Linked DNA regions of Hordeum vulgare: all the other regions are linked to region 1. A link is a contact called in public Hi-C data. All regions are on one chromosome and are shown on one strand. Each heading gives the region's core, a stretch centred on a gene start, on an enhancer-like site or on the middle of the called end of the contact. The rest is flanking DNA. Distances are from core to core; before and after follow the strand shown.

Region 1 (3,520 bases), core at 461-2,960:
GTGGTGGTAGTGATAGTAGGGGTACACGGGCATCATGCCGTTGGGCGCCAGCATGCCTCCCTGCGCCGCCGCCGCCGGGTACGAGAAGTGACCCTGCGGCTGCATGTAGGGCCCGCCCGCGCCAGGCGCCGCTGCCGCTTGGCCCAGCTTCTGCTGTCACGTCACAGATGCAGCCGTTAATTCTCGATCTACTATGAGTGGCACTGCAGCATGGTACAGTACAGTAGTAATTTTGTTAGGTAACTTACCGCGTTGTAGCTCAGGTCGGTGACGTAGTTCGGGGAGTAGCTGAATGAACACAGGAAGCAGACAAATCAGTGGTCAGTTTTGTAAAAAAAAAATTGAGATGCAGTCAGTTTAATATTGATGCTGTAAAAACAGGACAGAGAAAGGCAGATCGGGTAAATTAATTTTCTTTTCTTTTATGTGAACCTTTTTCCCTGCTGCCGTGCAGGCCGGCACGTGGGCACGTGAGAGCACGACGAGGCAGCTGGTCCGGTCCAGGTCCAGCCTGTGCCCGTGCTTCCCTTGTCGCGTCGCGTGCTGCGAGCCACTGCCGCGCATGTGCCCACGCAACCAGCCGTCCAGCCCCCACCCCCGCTGACGGCCGGGGACCACGCCGCCTCGCCGGCCGCCTAAACGCAGCGCGACACGCGCCGGTCACGCTCAGCCGCCGCCGCCGCCGGACACGAATCCTCGTACTACGTAACAGAGAACTCACGCGAGGCGCCGGCAGTCTGAAAGCACTGCCGTCGCGGAGCTGTTGCTCACTTGGCGAGGAGGAAGAAGATACGTGAGGCAGGAGGTGCGGCTAGGATGCGACGTGCGTACGTACCCGTAGTTGGCGGCGGCGGGGTAGAACGGGAGGACGCCGTGGTACTGCTGGTGGGCGCCGTGGCCGTAGTGCGCGGCCTGCGGCGGCGGCGGCGGCGTCGTGGAAGGGTGGTAGTACCACGGCACCGGCGACACGCCCCTGGACCCCACCGCGATGGCTGCTAGTTAATTGGGGGAAGCCATGTGATCACCCGTCAGTACGCGCGTTGGCAGCAGTAAGTAACAACTGGCTGCGCGTGTGTACGTACCTGGCGCGGGCTGGTGGTGCGGGGACGGAAGAGCGGGCATGTGGTGCGGCGCCGGTGTGGTCGGCGGCGAGGGGCGGAGGAGGTGCGGCGGCTGGGGCCGCGGCTTGGCGCCGAGGGACGCGAGGTTGCAGTTGGCGCGGCGGCCGTTGATGACCGGCGTGCCGTCCTCGCACGCCTTCTTGGCCGCATCCGCCTCCTTGAACGTCACCTGTTATGTTACATGCAAACGCGTTAGAAGCCAGCATACCACAGCCATGCATGACAATGTTGGAGGGAAGGGACTGACAAAGCCGTAGCCCTTGGAGCGGCCGGTGAGCTTGTCGGAGATGATGACGGCCTCGAGGATGTCGCCGAAGCGCTCGAAGTGCTCGCGGAGGGTGTCCTTGTGCGTCTCCCACGCCAGCCCGCCCACGAACACCTTGGTCAGCGTGGTGTCCCCGAAGGCCGCCGCCGGCTGCACCTGCTGAGGCTGCCCCAGCATCGTCATGTCCGGCCTCTTCTTCCGGCTAGCCTACGTGCCGACCTCGACGACGCAACAAGAGGATGGAGCTGAATGGCGATGCACGACGGGGTGGCGACTGGTGAGGAGGCTAGCCGGGGTTTTTATATAGACCGGAGTTTACAAATTACAACTCCGAGGGTGGAGGGGTGGGGGGGGGGGGGGGGGTGGTTGGTTGGCGGATAACGGAAACAGGAGCGCTACTACTCGTCTGTCGGACTGGTCCACTGCTCCTCTAGCCTGGCACCTCTGCGCTGCGCCATGGAGAGAGAGAGAAAGAGAGAGAGAGAGAGATGCTACTCACGTCACCTCTTCTGCCGGTGTCCTGTCCAGTGTAACGAACAAAAATGGCCTGGCTGTGTAGATCCGGTTGAGGGTGATAAAAGGTTTTCCATTATGTAGGAATGAACCATTAAAAATGGAAAAGAACCGATCTAGTTTAGGTGAAAAATACCCATTCTCGTTTTTGGTATTCTCCGACGATCCATTGACAGCAGAGATCCGTACTGTATGTACACTAGCAGTGCTGGGAGAGAGAGAGAGAGCTGTAAGACAAGGTGGAGACAGCTGGCTTCGCAGTTTGCCTTTTCCACACAACGTGCTCGCGCCTTTTCTCTTGCATTATCTTGCTGTAATCTTGTGCCGTGGGGAGGTTAATTAAGAGGATCAGTCGGAGCAATTTTACTGGCGGTTCACAAAAGTGGCCTTTTATGTAACTTTCTTGGTATTTTACTAGTTGTACTCCCTCCGTACCTAAATATAAGTCTTTTAAGATATTTCATTAGGTGTCTACATACGAAGCAAAACGAATGAATCTATGTTCTAAAGTATGTCTATATACATCCATATGTAGTCCATTAGTTGAAACTCTAGAAAAACTTATATTTAGGAACGGAGGGAGTATGTACTATATATATTTGAACAAAGCGCCAGCCGCCAGGGATCGAATACAGTTTCATGCAAGTATACAATTCACCAGAAAGCGATGCACATACACCTGAAAGACATTCTGTAGCACGTGATTCAACGTGTTAGCGTATATATTAGCTGACATGATAACATGAGACTGTCATCATACACCAGGCGTATATATATACCGGACAAAGTAGCAGTGCGATAGTGAGTTTGCTGGATATTTTTTTTTAGCCTAGAGCATAGAACAATTATTCTACGTTAATTTCATTAATTAGCAGTATTTACAAGCATAAAAAATAAAACAAAACAAAATCATCCAACTCATGTTCTAGTAACACATGGAAATAATTAAGTTGTACTCCCTCTGTTCTAAAATAAGTGACTAAACTTTATACTAACTTTAGTATAAAGTTGAGTCACTTATTTTTGGGACGGAGGGAATATATGTTTTGTTTTCTGCCTTGATTTGTTTAGCCTTAAGTTGTGCTGCCCAAATACCTCTTTCAAATAGTATTTTCAGGTATTTAGATGTGGTGATGCTGCTCTGAAATTTTTGTCATTTCTTACTAACTATAAGATCCAACATCACATGATAACAATGTTCAAGGCATTATGAGGAAGGTGCACTAATGAAAGGAGGATCTCTTTTCTAAAAAGGAGGAAGACCCTGGTCTCTGCATTTGAACGATGCATGCAACCACTTCATTAATTAGTCACAAAGACCTTACAAAGTAATACATTACTAAATCTGAAGCCACCATCTTGACAACATGTGTCGTTACTCCTATCCACTTGATGAAGGGGTGCCGATAGTCCGAGTCGAATACGAAACATACCTCGCACCATAGCCTAACATCTAAAACCGGAGGCCCTAACCAAGCCGCATTGCCGAGTCTAGGGCACACACCGATCCGGCGCACTCTCATAGGCCGCCGCTGTCGTCTTCCACCGATCCATCTTCAGAGTTATACGAACGCACCGACCATGCCAGGCCTAGCTACCGCCGACGTCACCGTGAGGCCAG
Region 2 (3,524 bases), core at 594-3,093, 780 kb before region 1:
GACATAACCAGCACAAGGATGGTTTAAGCACTGACACTGACCCCAACACTGGCCGTACAAAGCCAGTCAAAAAAACACGGCGCTACGAAATTGACACGTGAAGATCAAAGCAGAGTGACGCGGACGTGGGACGCACGCACCTGTGATCCTCTGAAGCGGGTTGAAGGTGAGCATCCGCTCTATGAGGTCGAGCGCGGCTGGCTGCACCTTGGGGAACTGGCCCGGGAACGGCCGGCGAGGGAACTGCGGCAGGTGCCTCATGTATCTCCTGGCGTCCTCGTTCCGGATGAAGCCCAGGTCGTCGTCGGTGGGGGTGCCGATCACCTCCGTGATGAGCCGCATCTGGTGCATGTGGTCCCTCCCCGGGAAGAGCGGTGCGCGGTTGATGAGCTCCATGAAGATGCAGCCGACCGACCAGACGTCGATGGCGGCGGAGTAGTCGGTGGAGTTGAGCAGCAGCTCCGGGGCCCGGTACCACCGCGTGACCACGTACTCCGTCATCATGTCGCTCTCCGACGACGGCCGCGCCAGGCCGAAGTCGCAGATCTTGAGGTCGCAGTTGGCGTTCAGCAGCAGGTTGCTCGGCTTCAGGTCGCGATGGATCACGTTCGCCGAGTGGATGTACTTGAGACCGCGCAGCAGCTGGTACAGGAAGTACTGGAAGCCACCCAAGAACACCACGGCGCATGAATATACGGATCAAATCGTCACGAAATATGAAAAAAATCGCTCTTCATTCAGAGTATGGAGTAGTACCTGGCAGTGTTCTTCTGAGAGTTCTTGGTTGGAACGGATGATGTGGTGAAGGTCCGTGTCCATGAGCTCAGTGGCGATGTAGACGTCGTTGAAGGACTGCGGGATCGCCGGCGGGATCACGTCTCGGAGGCCTACTATCTGCGTGTGGTGTCCATCAATACAGCGTAACAGGTTAGCCCTGAATTGTCGAATTCAGTGAGATGCATACGCACATCTGAAGCGGAAGAGGTAGATGTTGCTTACGTTCTCGTGGTCGAGGTGCTTGAGGAGTTTGATTTCCCGGAGCGTGCGCTTGGCGTCCATGTTGTTGTCGAAGGCGTTTGCGATCTTCTTGATTGCCACCATCTCCCTCGTCTCGAAGTTCATCACCGAGCTGTGCCCACGCAACCACAAGTGCAATTTCAGGACCAGATTGGTTAAACAACCACCAACCACAGAGCACCGACAGATCAACACATACAGTATTAAACTAGTGTTGTTGTTTACAGAAAGGAGTGAATTGGCCTAATCCTATCTTTCCCCATGGCCCGAACTAATCCCCCTCTGTTTTCCGATCAGGGCAGCAACGGCTTGAAGAACAAACCTGGCAAGAAACCGGTGGTGATTGAGGAGGAAAAGATGGGGCGAACGTACCAGACGATCCCGTAGGCGCCGCGGCCGATGGGCATGATCGGCGGCTGGTACTTGGCCGTGATCTCGAACTGGTTGCCGAATATGTTGTAGAGGAGGAACCGGCCGCCGTGCGTCATCGTCGGCCGGAACTCGGCCACCGGAGCGCCGTCCATTCTCAAACAGCCAAGAACCAAACCGAGATCAGCCAAGAATCCCCTCCCCTCCCCTCCTCTCCTCTCCTCTCCTCTCCTCCCAAAACCCAATCACAGGCCAAGCGCAACGGGGATGAGGCCGAGCTGATGATTGACTTTGTCCTGGCTCTGGATTCTTGTAGGGGTGGAAGAGGGGAGAATTATAAATAGAGAAGGGCGGCTCCGCTAATGCTCTCGGCCCAGCCGAGGAAGGAAGGTAGCGAGAAAGCGAGCGAGAGCGGGCGCGCGCGCACGCACGCCGCTGCTGTGCTGTGCTGGTGCGCGCAGTCTCTCTGGCTCTTTTCTGCGCGTATCGCCCGGGAATTGAGGGGATGGTGCCGGGACGGACGGAGGGTCCGATGGAGTCCGTCTCGTGGCAGCGCGCTCATCGGACGGCTGGGGAAGGGTCAACGGTCAACCGGTATCTGCTGCTGCTTCTCTTGTATGGACGCGCGCTGCACGCACCAACCGGATCGGGCTGGGCTGGGAGCGGCGTGGCTGACGGGTGGGGCAGCGGCTGTCAGTTTGTGTGGATTGCGCGTGTCGCAGGGGCGTGGAAATCCAGGGGCCGATGGGGACGGAGCGGATGGATGGTAGTAGCCGACGCGCTATTATTTGCTTGGCGAGTCATGCTCCGGTGTGGTGTGGTGTGGTGTGGTGCCATTTGACCCACCGGTTTTTTTTTCTCTCTGGCTTTTCTTCGGCACCGTGGAAACGCTCCGGTTGGGAAGTCTAGGCTCGAAATCCGGAGACGGAAGTCCTGCGTCCCGTTCAAGGAGGGGACGCGCGCCGTGAGTGATTCGTTACTCTCTCTCTCTCTCTCTTGCCCATGCAGGCCACAAGGTTTACTGTGGTAAGCAATTTTTGTTGGGGTGGAATTGCTCACCTCAAGCAACTCCTCGGTGTACCTTTTGCTGTGTAAATCATAACTACGGTCTCCTATAAGCTGTCTGGGCCACAAGGAGTGACTTTATTTTTGAAAGTGTATCGTCTAGCCTTTATGCTACACTTCCAGAAGGAAATTCAAGGAGAAGCTAAAATGGATCATTTACATGACTCACAGGAAGGACTATGATCTTTTGAAGATTGGGTTCAAGCTTTCCGTTGATGCGTGATGCTCTATTTATTGTATACTCTCGAAGGGCCGCAGCTGTATTTTATTAGAAGGAACATAATTAGTACAAGGTTTTATAGTCTATGCGATCTAGACTGAGCACTACAGAAGCAAAACCTCATAAATATAACAACCAACGGCTAAGCAAGATCGATTATCAAACCGGCCGATTTTCAGGAGAGAATATCCTCATGGATAGACTGGAAGACCTGGAAAGCCGAGGAAATTTTGTTGTCAAAAATTCGGGCGCTGCGCTCCTTCCAAAGCTTTCAGTGCACCAGAATAACCACCGTCTCGAAGTTCCTCTTAGCATTCTTGTGCACCTTCTCCCTGGCCCGCAACCACCACTCCTCGGTAGAGCCGAAGGCCAAGACTAGGATAGGGAAGTCCACACCTGATCACGCTCTGAGCCTACCCCAGACCTCACTTGTATACTACTCTCTAACTCTAGCTTAGTTTAGATCTTGTGTATAGCTTTCTTTCTTTCTGCCTATCTAACTTTTTTGCTGTTTGCTGGTTTGTTTGTATAGTTTTAATTTCCTTCCAAACTCCCTTTTTTTCTTCATAAAATTAGTAAAAATACACTGCAGAGTCATGTCGTTTCCCTAAAAAGAACTTGGTTGGGGGAAATTATCCAAGCATCAAGACATAATGTAGGGCTAAAACACATGAAATAATGTGGAGCAAACCACCCAAAAACACGCATACGTTGAGACTTGATGCTGCTTTGATGGAGGATGGTTCATGAGGTGTGGGAGCGGTAGTACATAACGATAAGGGAGAAGCCCTAAGTGTGACATGTTGGCCCCTCGAACACCTACTTGATGCGGCAACATCGGAAACAACAACAT
Region 3 (3,372 bases), core at 64-2,563, 840 kb before region 1:
TCCTTGTTTTTTGTTTATTAAATTTTCTGTTTAACGTAATGTGGACTCATGGGACTATCATTGACCTTCAAGGCCCACATTAATATTTAATTCATGATTTCTACATTTTCAAAAAAATTATTATGTTTTTCTTGGGTCGCCCAAAAATGGTTCATGGCCGATTTGGCCGCAAGCGTCGACACAATTACAAACGAATGGTTGCCAGACCGATCTAAACGAATAAATACGGATAAAGCACATGTTCATTTTGATCGCTGTTTTGTGGAATTGCTCTTAATGAATATCGATTGGTTTGCATGCATTTCATCTTGCTTGTTTAATGGCAGCCTTAAGTATCCGTATTCTTCGAGTGATCCTTTGGAGTTTGGAGTTTCGTTTTCATGAATGTTTTCGGGTCTTTTGGAGTTTGGCATTGCTAGACCTACAACCAGTTGCAAACCAATCTTTGGTTGAATGGTTAAAGGGACCGTGATATTCCTAATTCATCACGGTTAAAGTTCTGGTGCTTGCATTATTCCTGTATCAATTTCAGGATTTTCGACGATACGTTTTCATTGGAAGGAAACGTTACCGTGGACGACGACGCGTCTACGGTGACTTCGTAAATCTCAAGATGACATGTCAGCTCAGACTTCTGAGGTGTTCATAAAGATATGATGTACGTGTATATATTTATAAAAATGAATATATGTGTATGTATATAAACGCTTGCATCTGTATTGTGTTAAAAAAGACGTGCAACCAGTTGTGTAGTCTTGTGAATCTCATATGCACTAAAATCTGCACACGAGAGAAAAAGAAAAAAAAGAAAAGGAACACAACTTTACACTAGTACGCGGCGAAAACTGAAAAAGGTAAACATTGATGGGAGGCCGACGCGGATGGATGAGGCCAGGCACACTACCCGAGAGGCTGGGCCGGGAACAGCGGGACAGCGTGCGTTACCGGAGGCAGCAATGACGGACCCGGGTCCACTCCATACCAACCGGCTCACGCCACGTGTCCCACCAGCCCGCGAAGCCGTGAACCGTCGCCGTTTACTCGCAGACGAAGAGCGCGGGCCTCCCAGCGAAATGACCAGAACAGCCGCACCACCTTCCTCCTTTCGCCGCAAAGCAGGGGCATAATCGTAACTGCACGGCCGATTCCCTCCTACCCCCCACTTGGCCATGGCTGCTCGCGTGCCTATCACGCGCGTCCAAATGGACCGCCATTCGCACCGCCCGATCGCCCCAGATCAACGGCCGAGAGCCGCCCTCCCAGAACCTTCCCTTCCCTTGTCCCCTGCACCGGCGATATAAACCCCCGGGGGAGCGTGGCTTCCATTCGCCCCATACGCCTCGCTGTCTTCTTCCGCCAGTTCTCCTTCTGCCTAGCCATCCCCTCCCCTCCCCGCCTGATCGGACTCTCAGCCGCGGCAGCCATGGTGAAGAGCTACCCCGTCGTCAGCGCCGAGTACCTGGAGGCCGTCGAGAAGGCCAGGCAAAAGCTCCGCGCCCTCATCGCCGAGAAGAACTGCTCCCCGCTCATGCTCCGCCTCGCGTAAGCGCCCCGGCCGGCCTCCCCTCACCTCCCCTCGCGCGTGCGGGGTGTTTTTCTCTTCATGGCCTGATCTGTCGCGTTATGCGGTCTTCCTCGCGCAGGTGGCACTCGGCTGGGACCTTCGACGTGTCGTCCAAGACAGGCGGCCCGTTCGGGACGATGAAGAAGCCGGCGGAGCAGGCGCACGCGGCCAACGCGGGCCTGGACATCGCCGTGCGGATGCTCGAGCCCATCAAGGAGGAGATCCCCACCATCTCCTACGCCGATCTCTACCAGGTTCGGCGCGCGCTCGGTTAGATCTGGTTGACGGTCCCGATTCGGTCGACTGGATGTGGTTTCTGATGTTTCATTTCCCCTCCGTGTAGATTGCGGGAGTTGTCGCCGTGGAGGTGTCCGGTGGACCCGTGATCCCCTTCCACCCAGGGAGGGAGGTGAGATTTCTTCAACCTTTACCAATACAAAATTTCTTTGCAGTTGTGTCAGGGTTTTAGGCAGGAACGGTGTGGATAGGTTGCTGAAGCCGAGTTTAAAGGCTTTTCACTAGCAAGCAGTATTGTTGTCATCATGTGATTTCGTGTTTGGGTTGGTGGCTCTTGGTACCACATTAGTCTATATCCGCCGGCTAATTTGTTTGGCACAACATATATTTTTTATTATTTCGTGGAACACCACGGAGTTGTCTGATACCACCAGCGTATGTGTTGATCCTGACGCGCGGCCTAATCAAGTGGTTTTGGTGGGCGGCAACGTTTGTGCTATCTTGACTTATATGCTTGCTATCTCAAATTTAGAGCTATATAATATCCTCAAATGTACGACAATTAATTAGTGACCGTAATACAGTTCAAATTCTGTGATATGTAATGTTTCTTGTCTAGGTATTAGTTCTTGTTGGCTCACATTCTTGTGTGAGTTGTGCAACAAGCATTTACCAAAATTGTAGTAGAATTATGCTGTTAGAGCTTCCTGCCACGAATAACTCTGGATGGGTGAGGTTCCTATGTTCCTGATGGTAATGTCATTGCAGGCTTCAATGAAATAGAAATGACCAAGAAAACAAAATTAATCTTATTTTTATTATAGTTAAAACTTTTTTGCGTGCAGTCAGGAAGACCGTACAGTAAAGTTAAGTTTTGAGCCTAGCAGTTTTGACACTTCCGCTATGATATAGGAGTATGATAATCGATGTGCACATGTACTTAGTACTCTTGGTTATAGTCTTTTATTTTTTGTAATTGCTTAGCTGAGCACATTTTAACTTAACCTGTGCCTTTTACAGGACAAGCCTCAGCCCCCACCAGAGGGTCGCCTCCCTGATGCTACCAAGGGTACCATTCCAACCTTACATTTTTTTTTTCTTCCAATAGAAAAGAAGTAATCACTATGAAACAAATATTAAGAATTAATACTGTTGTCTTCTCAAAAAAGAAAGAAAGAGTTAATACTGTTGTGAAATGATTGTAAATGGTAATCTTGCTTTGATTGCTTACTTATTTTCCAATATCCGTTTGCTCACTAAAGAAGGCTTCTTCCATAAACTACACAGTTGAACCATATTCTGTTTCACACATATATGAAGTATTGATTATGTACATGTATAGAATTTGTGCAGTCCAGTCTATGCTAGTTTTCCCCTTTCAGCAATTGTGACATTGTGTGTATGTGCATCTAAATATCCATCCATATACTGTTTGGTCACATGGAGGCAGCTGATGGTTAACTTATGACTTTTTTTGTTGATTGTCCTGTAGCTCAAGAAATCACTGTTGTTCACTAATGATTTCAATTCCTTACTGTTCGTGCAGGTTCTGACCACCTAAGGCAAGTCTT

What was found. Hi-C and Micro-C count contacts between places; a contact is called where the count stands out from the background.
Region 2: a contact with region 1 is called in a Hi-C map of leaf, with 2.3 times the contacts expected there. The contact joins the promoter of LOC123448946 here to the promoter of LOC123448943 in region 1. A contact is called at or near these places in 2 of 6 Hi-C or Micro-C datasets (leaf and seedling) and 1 of 1 datasets of contacts at active chromatin or transcription factors (embryo).
Region 3: a Hi-C map of leaf shows a contact between it and region 1, with 2.8 times the contacts expected there. The contact joins the promoter of LOC123448947 here to the promoter of LOC123448943 in region 1. A contact is called at or near these places in 1 of 6 Hi-C or Micro-C datasets (leaf) and 1 of 1 datasets of contacts at active chromatin or transcription factors (embryo).

Annotation. Positions count from the first base shown.
Region 1 is chr4H:457,507,336-457,510,855 of MorexV3_pseudomolecules_assembly, reverse strand. It overlaps LOC123448943 (probable RNA-binding protein ARP1), which reads right to left and starts at 1,710. Exons shown (of 6, transcript XM_045125996.1): 1 at 1,369-1,710; 2 at 1,083-1,290; 3 at 836-992; 4 at 249-288; 5 at 1-150. The coding sequence starts at 1,569.
Region 2 is chr4H:458,283,889-458,287,412 of MorexV3_pseudomolecules_assembly, reverse strand. It overlaps LOC123448946 (mitogen-activated protein kinase 5), which reads right to left and starts at 1,843. Exons shown (of 5, transcript XM_045125998.1): 1 at 1,390-1,843; 2 at 1,000-1,129; 3 at 757-894; 4 at 141-657. The coding sequence starts at 1,541.
Region 3 is chr4H:458,347,116-458,350,487 of MorexV3_pseudomolecules_assembly, reverse strand. It overlaps LOC123448947 (L-ascorbate peroxidase 1, cytosolic), which reads left to right and starts at 1,313. Exons shown (of 9, transcript XM_045125999.1): 1 at 1,313-1,542; 2 at 1,644-1,818; 3 at 1,908-1,973; 4 at 2,822-2,870; 5 at 3,348-3,372. The coding sequence starts at 1,424.